Regions from separate parts of the Anser cygnoides genome. Here region 1 is linked to region 2. Evidence: chromatin contacts called from public Hi-C data. All regions are on one chromosome and are shown on one strand. The core of a region is the stretch at or near the end of the contact, and the rest is flanking DNA. Distances in the headings are between cores, read along the strand shown.

What was found. Hi-C and Micro-C count contacts between places; a contact is called where the count stands out from the background.
Region 1: a contact with region 2 is called in a Hi-C map of fetal liver, with 2.4 times the contacts expected there. The contact joins the promoter of ALG14 here to the enhancer-like site in region 2. A contact is called at or near these places in 4 of 7 Hi-C or Micro-C datasets (fetal liver, granulosa cells and liver).

What each region holds. Positions count from the first base shown.
Region 1 is chr8:2,729,509-2,734,917 of Taihu_goose_T2T_genome, forward strand. It overlaps ALG14 (ALG14 UDP-N-acetylglucosaminyltransferase subunit), which reads right to left and starts at 1,477. Exons shown (of 4, transcript XM_048067279.2): 1 at 1,333-1,477. The coding sequence starts at 1,477. It overlaps TLCD4 (TLC domain containing 4), which reads left to right and starts at 1,498. Exons shown (of 7, transcript XM_067001626.1): 1 at 1,498-1,605.
Region 2 is chr8:2,641,259-2,647,136 of Taihu_goose_T2T_genome, forward strand. It overlaps SLC44A3 (solute carrier family 44 member 3), which reads left to right. Exons shown (of 15, transcript XM_048067265.2): 10 at 3,968-4,133. Among named protein-coding and RNA genes, the nearest start is that of CNN3, 51 kb to the right of the region's middle. Within about 2 kb of position 1,408, at least 1 of the 3 cell types and tissues checked has open chromatin away from gene starts, as enhancers often do. A contact at or near this core is called in fetal liver, where this site is marked.

The sequences.
Region 1 (5,409 bases), core at 227-2,726, 88 kb after region 2:
CCCACTGAAGCTATATGGATGGAAGTTCTTCAGTTAAATGAGATTGAAACAGGATCATACAGAAGTGAGACATTTGTGTTTAATGTCCTATATAACACGCAAAAATAATTGGGTAGAGTTACACTGCAGTCCATATTCAGAGACCATACCCAAGTCCAGCTGTCAAAATAAAACTGAATAGGAGCTGCACCTTGGATGTGTAACTCTCACTGACCCGCCCGAGTGTTCAGCCTATGGCCTGGGAGACCAGATTCGGGGACTGCGCCGTCCCAGCTTGTAATGCTGGAAACGAGCAGGCAGCAATTTCACTCTGCAGCTAGGTCAGCGCAAAAGCTGAATGCCACGCACCAGACAGTCCAGCCCCAGCCAAAATGCCTCACCTACTGCCCTCGCATGGGTGTCGAGCTTTTAACTGCAAGGTCACTTTGTTCGGGGAGCTGAACTGGCAGTAGGCTGAAGAGAAGGGCATGTTCTTTTTTTTTTTTTTTTTGTCAGTTTAGTTTCTAGAACTGGGGGTATATGAATAACGGTGAAGTGGGGAGGGGGAAGACGGTGTGGCTGTGTAGAAGGAAGTCTGCTCACCTGGGGCTGGATCAGCCTAACATCAGGCTGCACCCCGAAGTATGTACACGAGCGTTTATGGGATGTGTTGCTTTGTGCGCTGCTGGAAGTTGCAGACCAGAACAGTGAGCTGGACGTATCCCTGCTGCCTCCTGTTGTCGGCTTTCATCAGCCTCCTCTGAGACCTTTGCTATTGAAGCCAGGTGTCCCGGCCCAGCAAGGATCTGACGCTGCTGGACGAGGAGCAAGAATTTGCTCCCTCCCCACATGATTTTATGCACCAGTTTTCAAACATTTTTGGAGGGATTTTCTCGTAAGCGATGGCTTGTTGAAGCTTTCACAGATTTTAATAAAGTCGTCTGAGCATTCAAAGAAGTCTGTAATAATGGGTCTGAGCGTTGTGTGAATCTTAACCGACTGATGAATTTCTTCACCTGGGAAACCTTTTTATTTATTTTTTTAATATGTGCAAACTAGATTTGACAGGACTGAAGAAAAACAAGCACATTACCAGTCCTGGCCGGAGTAAAATCACCTGACGTTACAAAAACGCCGTCAAACAGCACAAAGACCGGCATTATTTTCTCGCCGGTCAGCGTGTAAGAAGCCCAGGGCTACGGCTCCACCGCGACTACAACTCCCGGCACGCACCGGGACGCCCAGTGAACCCCGCAGTCGCCCTCGCTCCGCGCTGCATGCCGGGAGCTGTAGTTCCCGCCGTCCTCCGCGGGCTCCCCGCCGCGCGACCCGCTGGCGGCGACCCCTACTCACCGGAGCCGGCCACCACCAGCAGGCTGAGGGGAGGCGCCCGCCGCCCACGCCGTCTCCTTGCCAGGAACGCCAAGGGGACGAGCAGGAGGAGGAGGAGGAGCAGGATGGCGGCGGTGCCGCTCAGCAGGGGCAGCGGCGGCTCCATGGCGCGGCCGCGGGCGGCACCTCCCGGCCTACGGCGGCCGGCGCGGCTCAAAGCTCCCCGCTGGGCGGGAGCGCGGGCACCGGCACGGCAGCCCCCACAGCCCCAGGGCAGGCAGACACCGGCGTGAGGTGAGGGCTTCTGTGCCGCTGGCCCTCCGTGCGGCAGGAGGTGTAGCCCCCGTGATTAAGTTATACGGTACGAAATACCCGCGTGGTTCCGCTGGGTCTTGAGGGAGTTTGCAAACACACGCAGACATGACCCCTATCCAGGTATGTATGCGTACGTGGAATTACCGCTCACATACCGTACAACGATGCATAGACACAGGAACGTCGGTGTTCTGCCGCCTCTCACGAGCCCTGTTTGTATTTCTTCTAACGCTTTAGCCTTTCATTCCAGTAGGAAACGTGAAGCACCACACCGGCATTCATTCCATCCCTGTCAGCAGCCAGCCGTTGGCGAGGAGGTTGTGATCGTGCAGCCGTTGGGACTAATTTCAGATGAGGTGTGCGTTTGCTAAAAGAGAGTAGGAGATCAAGAGAGAGTAAGAGAGTAGGAGATCTGGTTGGAGGCTGGTCACTAGTGGTGTCCCCCAGGGCTCGGTACTGGGGCCAGCCCTCTTTAATATCTTTATTGACGATCTGGATGAGGGCGTCCAGTGCACCCTCAGTAAGTTTGCAGATGACACCAAGCTAAGTGCGTGTGTCGATCTGCTCGAGGGAAGGAAGGCTCTGCAGGAGGATCTGGATAGGCTGGACCGATGGGCTGAGGTCAACTGCATGAAGTTCAACAAGGCCAAGTGCCGGGTCCTGCACCTGGGGCGCAACAACCCCAAGCAGAGCTACAGGCTGGGAGATGAGTGGCTGGAAAGCTGCCTGGCCGAGAAGGACCTGGGAGTATTGGTGGATAGTCGGCTGAATATGAGCCAGCAGTGTGCCCAGGTGGCCAAGAAGGCCAACAGCATCCTGGCCTGTATAAGAAGCAGTTTGGCCAGCAGGTCTAGGGAAGTGATTGTGCCCCTGTACTCGGCTCTGGTGAGGCCGCACCTCGAGTACTGTGTTCAATTTTGGGCCCCTCGCTACAAGAAGGACATGGACGTGCTCGAGAGAGTCCAGAGAAGGGCAACGAAGCTGGTGAGGAGTCTGGAGAACAAGTCTTACGAGGAGCGGCTGAGGGAGCTGGGCTTGTTCAGCCTGGAGAAGAGGAGGCTCAGGGGCGACCTCATCGCTCTCTACAGTTACCTTAAAGGAGGCTGTAGAGAGGTGGGGGTTGGTCTGTTCTCCCACGTGCCTGGTGACAGGACGAGGGGGAATGGGCGAAAGTTGCGACAGGGGAGTTTTAGGTTGGATGTTAGGAAGTACTTCTTTACCGAAAGGGTTATTAAGCATTGGAATGGGCTGCCCAGGGAGGTGGTGGAGTCACCATCCCTGGAGGTCTTTAAAAGACGTTTAGATGTAGAGCTTAGCGACATGGTTTAGTGGAGTACTTAGTGTTAGGTCGGAGGTTGGACTCGATGATCTTGAGGTCTCTTCCAACCTAGAAGTCTGTGATACTGTGATACTGTGTGATATCACACTTTATGGTTAGGAAAGAGCAAACTCCAGTGGTGTCTGTTCATCGCTGCCCTTAAGCCACCTGCCAGGGAGGAAGGCTCAGCGATTGGCCTTGCAATGGGGATCGATGAGCTCGAGAACTTCTTGGAGACTTCACAAACACAATAGACCAGATGCCTGCACCTGTCTGTTGTGGTTTCTCTGGTTGTTGTATTTTTTTTTTCTTGTTCATTCTTAGCAAGTTTTTGTATCCCCATCAGCCTTGGAAGCTGAACATTTCTTTCTCATTTTTAATGAAAACTTGTGTCAGCCATGGATTCAAGTAATTCTTGCATAATTTATGAGTAAATTGTATAATTCCTAGCTACCGTTTGCCGTCTTAGGATCTGAAGTAAAGTGAATTTTTCCAATTCATGTCTTGCAGTTCTACACGTTATCCTCTGTCCTTCTTTTTAAAGTCAGTGAGGTATGTAAATTGGCAGTTGTCTGAAGCAGAGACTATTAAAAAGTGTTGCCATAGTAAGGTCTTCCACCCAAGTGAGTAACCTGTTTGTAGACAGCCTCACAAAAAATATCTCACTACTTAATCATTACTGACATTTGGAAGCAACAAGGCTTTAATTAATAGTTACATTGATGATGCACGAATCTCAAAAATTAGTTTTGCTTTCCTCTTAATTAGCTACATAAAACTAATGATTAGGGACAATAGAGATACATGCTCCTAAATTACAGAAGAGGAAGAAAGCACCACAGTCCTTTTTCAGAAAATAAACTACTGTGTTAAAACAAGTTAGTAAGCTCTGTAGGCAATGTAACTACTAATTTTGTCTGCAGTGGTATCCATCCCTCTTAAATGTTCTTCAGTGAAATATGTGTTCCTTGGACTACGAAACTGACAAGCTGACCGTTCAAAGCAAAGGTCCCGACTTTCAAGGCGTCTAGAAAGCTGACCAGTGAGTTTGCCTCATAATCTCCTAGAACAAGTGCTGGAAGTCCTAATCATTGGGAATTTTGCTTGAATAAGGAATATAGCTTCCAAGGAGTATCCACAGCCAATTGCAAGGCTGGAGGGAAGCTTCAGAGTTTGGTGAGGCTGGTTAAAGGAATTTCTTAAAGACTGAAGTGACAATATGCAACCTGCAAACCTGAAGCTTTTCAAGGTGTTTTCATTATTTCTTTTTGTTTTAAAAGTTGAGTAGAGTTAGCCCACAAAGATGCCATGTGCTGCCAGTGAATGTAGAACCTATTTGTTTGAGAGGAAACAGTGCACTTGCCCTGAGTCATTTGACAGAAAGTGATGTCAGTGCAGTAATTACAAGGGCTGTCCCTGGTACCTGTGCTGCTTATGCAGGAAGTACCTTTGAACTGCTTCACTGAAGGAGAAATAAACCACCCTCATTCCGAGCAATTGGTCACTGTTGTTCAAAAGAAAACTATTAAACTCTTGAATAGGAAAAAAATAGTTTTTTTTTTTTTTAATGTAAAATGGTATAGTATTTTTTCCATTTACCATTTGTAAGACAATGCTCTGAAGAAAAAACTGCTGCTGTCCTTTTTATATGTGACTATTCTCTGTGGAAGCAAACTAGTACATCTGGTGCATGTCTCCTTTGAAAGTTACACTGGTGAGTATTAAATTGAATTGAAAACTCGCTATCTAGTTTCATTTTTTTTCTGTCTTCAGTAGGAAAGGCTGCAAATAGACTGTAAACAAAAGTATTTTTTTCTTGAAAAAAAAATGTAGGCAGATTTGACTATCCAATAGTCACTAACTTTCTGACGTTCAATTTTTAAGTGATCTAATTTTAACTGTTAAAAAAGAAACTCGTTCCATGTAACTAAGCTATACCTTATATTCACAATTTCTTAACTGGAACTTTGAATAATTACTTTTTTCTTCTTCTTCTAATTATGAATTCTAGAAGTAGACATAAAGCTATTAATATGAAAGTTTAAAAACCAATAGGAAAATTAAGTACTTGTGCTTTTCAGATAATGTTTTGCTTTTGTTGGCTTTCTAGATGATAAACAATTTTTAAATTCTAGATCCATTTGATGAGGTTTGTTCACGTTTGTCAGTCTAGGATTTTTACTCCAAAATAACTTAAGGTGTAAGTTTACGTAAAGCTATCTATTCTGGATAAAGCCTCCATGCAAGCATTCCCAGAGTTTAATTACATTACATTACAAATTCTCACATTAGAGACCTTGTTTAAGAGATTCCTGCTAACCCCAAGACACTTGCACCCCATACTTTTTGAACTTGTTGTTTTCTTAAGTGAGGTCATTTTGCCTTGTTTGGACTTCCCCAAACTGCTGCATCAGCACAACCGTGGGGTGAACTAGCAAAATGGTACGAGAAGGGGTGAGGAAAAG
Region 2 (5,878 bases), core at 158-2,657:
AGAGCGAGTGAATTCCAGACCTAGAGATCTAGGAAGAATGCCAGACTCCACAAGACTTTGAGACAGCGCAAACAGTGGCACCAGTTAGAACCATTAGCCGGGTAGGAATGGAATTCAGTTGTGCTTTGGAAAAGCTGTCATGTCTTAGGGTTGTTGAGTCTTATTGTTTGCAAATTTGTGTGGTGTTTCATTGCAGAACTTAAGTGGCTGTCTGGCACAGCAAAACATGTCTTTCAGCTTTCTAGCATGCGGGAGCTGTGAAGTCCAGGTGGCATTAATACTGTGTACGTAATGCAGGATGAGAAGGCAGCGTGAGATTTTCCTGTAGTGAAGGTGCATCCTACAGGCAAGAGCAATAGAACTGCTATATAAAGTTGTTCAGTAGCTAAACCAACAATAAAAACCTATTGCTTGCAGGGTCCTTGACATTCCAATTACAGTTGGCTAGCTTTGCTGTAAATACCACTACATGGAAAAAATAAATAAATAAAATTACACAATAAATTCTGTTGGAGGACGCATGAAGATTCAGTGCATGCTGCCAGAACCTTTCCTCACTTAGCAGTGGGAAGAGCACATTGTATTTTCATGTTAACAGGAACTGATAAACAGGCTCTCGGTATTTTCTGGGCAGTGGTTTTTTGTTCTGATAATGAAATTGCTAAACTAGACTTCCCAGGAATTTTCATCCCTTTAAAACAGCCTGCTGCTTTGGGCATCAGCAAAAACTTGCAGCAGCTGCTGCCGAACAAGAACATCTAACCCAAGTCTTAGAATACTAGAGTGTAGCTGGTGATGCTGCCTTTGCACGCTGCCTTTCCTGTTGTTGCACTGCTGGGCTGGCTGGTACAATGTCACGGCATGGCACCGCGCTGCAGTCAGTGCACAGCCAGGTGGAGGAACTGTTCCGAATCCTGCTGCAAACACTTGTGATTGTTTGCATTGTTAACAGCACTGCTTTGAAGTATTTGCAGCAGATAAACATTTGTACTGATCAGAGGTTTTCAGATTTGGTGATTCAGCTGGAGGACTCTAGTTCTGTAAGCTCTTTACTACTGACTTGTTAGCCTTACCGCTAGGAGTGTATATATAGTACACCAGAAGGATTCGTTTTCAGCACTCTGCTGTGAGTATGTAGTTGGAGGAAAAATGTTCTGCTGACAAATTAAAAATGTATTTCAAGGCTTTGTTGAGGAAGTTTAGTTTACGTGAACAGTAAGATCAAAGTGGAGTAATGAGGAAAAAGGCGTATACTTCTCTCATAAGCCTATCTAAGGTAGCATTAAAGCTTATCTGTGCTGCTAGGACTGACATGAAAAACAGCATTGCATGGAGTTCTGTTGACAACATTGTATATGCACAGTAGGCCCAGCAGACAGGGTATCAGTCAGGCATAGATATTTACATTGGTAAACAGATTCCTGTGAGGTAACAAAACCTGTGCAGCAGGGTACAGTGCTGTACACACTGCCGTGTGAAAGGTTGGCCAGGAAACAAAACCATTGCTGTTGTTACTGCAGGTAGTTATTTTAGTAGGCTGGAAAAAAGCAAAAGGAATTAGTTTACAAAGCAGATATTTTCCAATCCTCATGACAAAGCTAGAGAAGCAAAACCAGATATGTGCCTTTTTTTTGAAAAAGAAATGTTCAGGTAGATTGTATGCTGGAAAACATGATTAATTCTGCTACCAAACGGCATAATGTCTCTGCATAGAAATGGGGAGGTAGGAGACCTTGCATTTTATTGACCTATCGTTTGACCAAATTCCTCAGAAAAGGCTATAGGCTATGGTTAATGAGCATATTTGGGGGGAATTAGTTGGGTGTGCTGCAGGAAACTGGCAGTCTAGAGCCCCTGGAAGAAGCAAGGGCGATGAACCCCCCCCCCCCCCCCCCCCCCTTGGATTCAGAACAAGAAGGAAAGATATAGCACATAGCTTGTTTTAATGTGCCAAGGTAGATGAATCTATTCTCAAAAAATCTAAAAAGGATAAATGACTTTTGTATCCAAACTTAAAAACAAGGAGCCAGGGAATGGGGAAGAATGGCTGAGAGTTTGTGATAAGGGATCTGAGGTAAGAGTAATAGCTTTTTCACAACAGCAAGCATCTTGCATTTCACAGACTTAAAATGCATTTGAATATAATGGAAGCAGCAATATTTCTGGGAATGATCAGCCTTACAGCACTGCAAAGAGTTTAGCTGTTCAGTTAAAATTGATAACCTTTCAGAAAACAAAATACTTAAAAAATGTGTCTGTGTTTGCACTTCAGCAAAGGTTGCCTTGCTGAACAAGCCTGATACCTACAGTACCTACAAACACCTCCTTGAGGGCCAGCTGTGTTGTGTTGATGGATGCGAGTCTTGATTACAAGAGTGCTGAGAACAAGATTGGCTCACCTGTGGGAAGAATGCTTAGTTTGTAGGCTATAAATCTATTCATAGACTTGTTCTTTTTTCCATGCCTTTCAATAGCAAATAGTTCGTCTCTGAGCATCTAAGAGGGATGAGTTTCTTATAGTGCTAATGTTGTAGGAGTAAAATAATTCAATTTTTTAAATACAGACACATATTTAAGCTAACCACATAGTAACGATTATGCACCTGCATAGTGATTTTTGGTCCTTTCAAAGCACTTTAAAATAATTTTGCTGTGCTGCTGTGGGGTGGATTAATATTTTTCATAATTTACAGGCAAATGGACTTGGGTTGTGAAGGCTTGTAAAGCTTGTCTAAACCTGATGGCTGAAAACAAATCTTTATTGTTTCTACTTCTAGCTATTCTTGAGTATGAACTCTGTTGTTGTAGAAAATAGGACAGAATTAAGTGAACCACTTCATAGCTTACTATCTGTGGTATTTTTGAACTTGCAGATGGTGCACATTAGTGCTGGCATTAGAATGCTGCTCCAGCAGTAAAAGACAATTCTGTCTCTTCTTTCAAGCAGTTGGAGTTCTTAACCACTCACCTCCAGAGATCATTTTATTCTGTGATCATGTATATCTTGAAGATTAATGGAGTAAAGGCTTGGCAAAATAAAACGAAAAAAAGCAAGATCAAAACATTAAAAAAACAACCACAGGTTATGGACCTAGAGACCTTTCACTAGGAATGAATGTTCTGATACAGTTATTCCATGACTAGACTCGAAAGTGAAGTGTCATAAATTGGATTATATAGGGAAAGGTCTGATTGCTAAGTTGCCTGAGTTATTCCTACCTTCTGTGAAAAGCTATCTTTTGAGTATGGAATGAATTCTTTGTTATTAATGGAAGTGGAAACAATTTTATTTAGCTTGAATAAGTGCGTTTTTCAATGTTCCTCAATGTAGTCACTCTGGAGCACTTACTACCATACAGACGTCTGCGTTATTGGCACTGGGTTTGGAGAGGCTTTCCTTATATGCCTGTATTTTGCACAAAGATTGCAAAGTATAGAGAATGCAAACTGAGTTGCCATTGTTCTAATTAGTAGTAGTCATAAAAATAGTAATTTTGTTTTGTTGCAATGTTATACATCCTTAATATTTCTATGTACTTTTTCTCTTTTGCTCCTTATAGAGAAAATCTAAAACATTTCATAACTACGAGTTTATTTCAAATTTGAATAAAGAAAACAAAGTTTTTTTTAGGATGCTTCTGAAGCGTTTGATTACTAAAATATTGAGTAATGTTTTCGTAGAAATCTTTACTGATTTATATTTCTCCTCTTGACTTTATTGGCAGCTCTGCTTTAGACCAAATTTAAACCCAAGATTTTACTTTTTGCAAGATTTTATTTTTCAAAATTCTATTTCAATTACAAAATTTTGGCTCTTTGGTTTTGTTGGAGTGGATAGAAATAAATAGCGCTTGAACTTATTTTTTTATAATTTCACTGAATAAATGTTAAGAAAAAGGTTACATACATACTTACTTGTTCTTCTCTAATGAATTATATTAATATGGTGATATAATCCCAATCCCAGGTACTGCACAGACCACTTCAGAAGGACAAGTAGAATACAGAGCTCTGTCTGGAATTTGCTACATGGCATGGTACCATTTCGTTGGCCTTATCTGGACTAGTGAATTCATTCTTGCCTGTCAGCAAATGACAATTGCTGGGGCAGTGGTTACTTGCTACTTCAACAGGTAAGTGCTGAATTGCCCCCTTATAGTTCTGGGGATTTAGCAGCATTTACTTTCAGTCTCTTTCTACGTAAGGTAGTCTCAAATGAACTGCAGTTTATGCCAATATTTTGGAATCCAGTTTAATATAAAATAGTGTTGCTTGTTGCAAGCTCTTGATTTTACAGTGTGAGTGATCTTAATATGACTCACCCCCTACCACTTGAGTTATTGGGCCAAATTGAGCCATGATACAAGCCAAGAGACTGTTGACTCTGATGAAATTGACATTCATAAGGCACAAGGCTGCATTTGACCCTTTTCCAGGAGACTGCATTAGCTCCAAATGGGGATGTAATATATAGCCCTACCGTAATTTCATGTATTCATCGGCCGTTTGACCTCTTCCTAAGTGTTCATCCCTGCTCTGGGTTTCCAGTTCTGACTGCATAAGTGCCTAGTCTGCTCCACTTTTTTTATTCTGTGCAGATATTTTCAGTTAACCGTAAATGCTTTAACAGCCCTGTTAAGAATTTTGAGATGTGTAAAGAAACTTCCTTGAATTTTATACTACATTGAAAGGTAAAGGTGGAGGAAAAATCCTTACTTATCATAATTTGTACTGCTTTTTACATTTAAAATATTGTAAGATTAAACTAAACTGGTTTCATGCACCTGTGTGGTGCTACCCTGTCACTGTGAGGGAGATTTAAATCTCACAGTTGCTGGGCTTTTTTTTTTTTTTTTTTTGACAATGGGAAGAGTAGTATCTGGAAAGCATTTTTCTCCATAAATATTTCATGAGCTTTCTTCCCCTCATTGCTCTGTTCCTCTACTCCCAGCAATGAGGGTTTCCGTCTGTGAAAAACTCAAGTGTCGCAGGAGAGGGCCCAGGGAGCTTCAGCCAAAGCAGCATGGGACAACTGGGATTGGGGATCAGGGAAGGGAGACTTTGGGCTTCACCAACACCTAGGTAGCAGGTTTCTGTTGATGCTCTTTAGAACATATCCCTGGATGTTTCAGTTTCTGAGAAAAGCCTCCTTCCAAAAGGTTTCCAAATGGTTTCTACTAGGCCCAGCAGAGACAGCAGCACAGGGCCTGCATGCAGGAGTGCTCCAGCTGTACCAGCAAAGCTGGAAGGTGTAACAGCCAGTGGCCATTCTTGTTTTAAGCAATGTTTAGTCATTCTATTCAGAAATCCAGGGCAGGGCACTGTTTAACATGTGCATTACGAATTCTGTGCTAGGATCCTCTACGCAGCCAACAGCCGTTCCACAGAATAGGTGCTAGTAAGAGTGCTGACAAAACCTAAAATGCTGTTTTTCAAAAGGTTAAGACCTGCTGAGTGACACTGCTACTTTACATGCTGTGAAAGGACCTGATAAGGGAGGAGCTCACAGTTCAAGTCATCTCCTTTTTCCCTATTGAGGTTCTGAGTGCAAGTAACTAGCATGTCTGTGGTTCCGTGGGTAGCTGGCTGCTCTTTTCTCCTAAGCAAATTTTATGTTCTTCAAGCTTTAGCAATTGATTTAGCTTTGGCAGCTGAGTGCTGAGGCACTGTGTTCTTTTAGATTGTTTGCTTGGGAAAACACAGGAAAGAAAATAAGTTTTGCTGCCTTTTACTGTTTTGCATGCTGCAGTGCATATTTGGACAATACACCATCTAAATCCCCAAGGTAAAGACACTGTCCATATCTTCATACAGAGCAGGGAAGCAGCTGTAGAAGCTGTTGTGGTGACTTCTGCTGCTCTGTCAGGGTCTTCCGCTT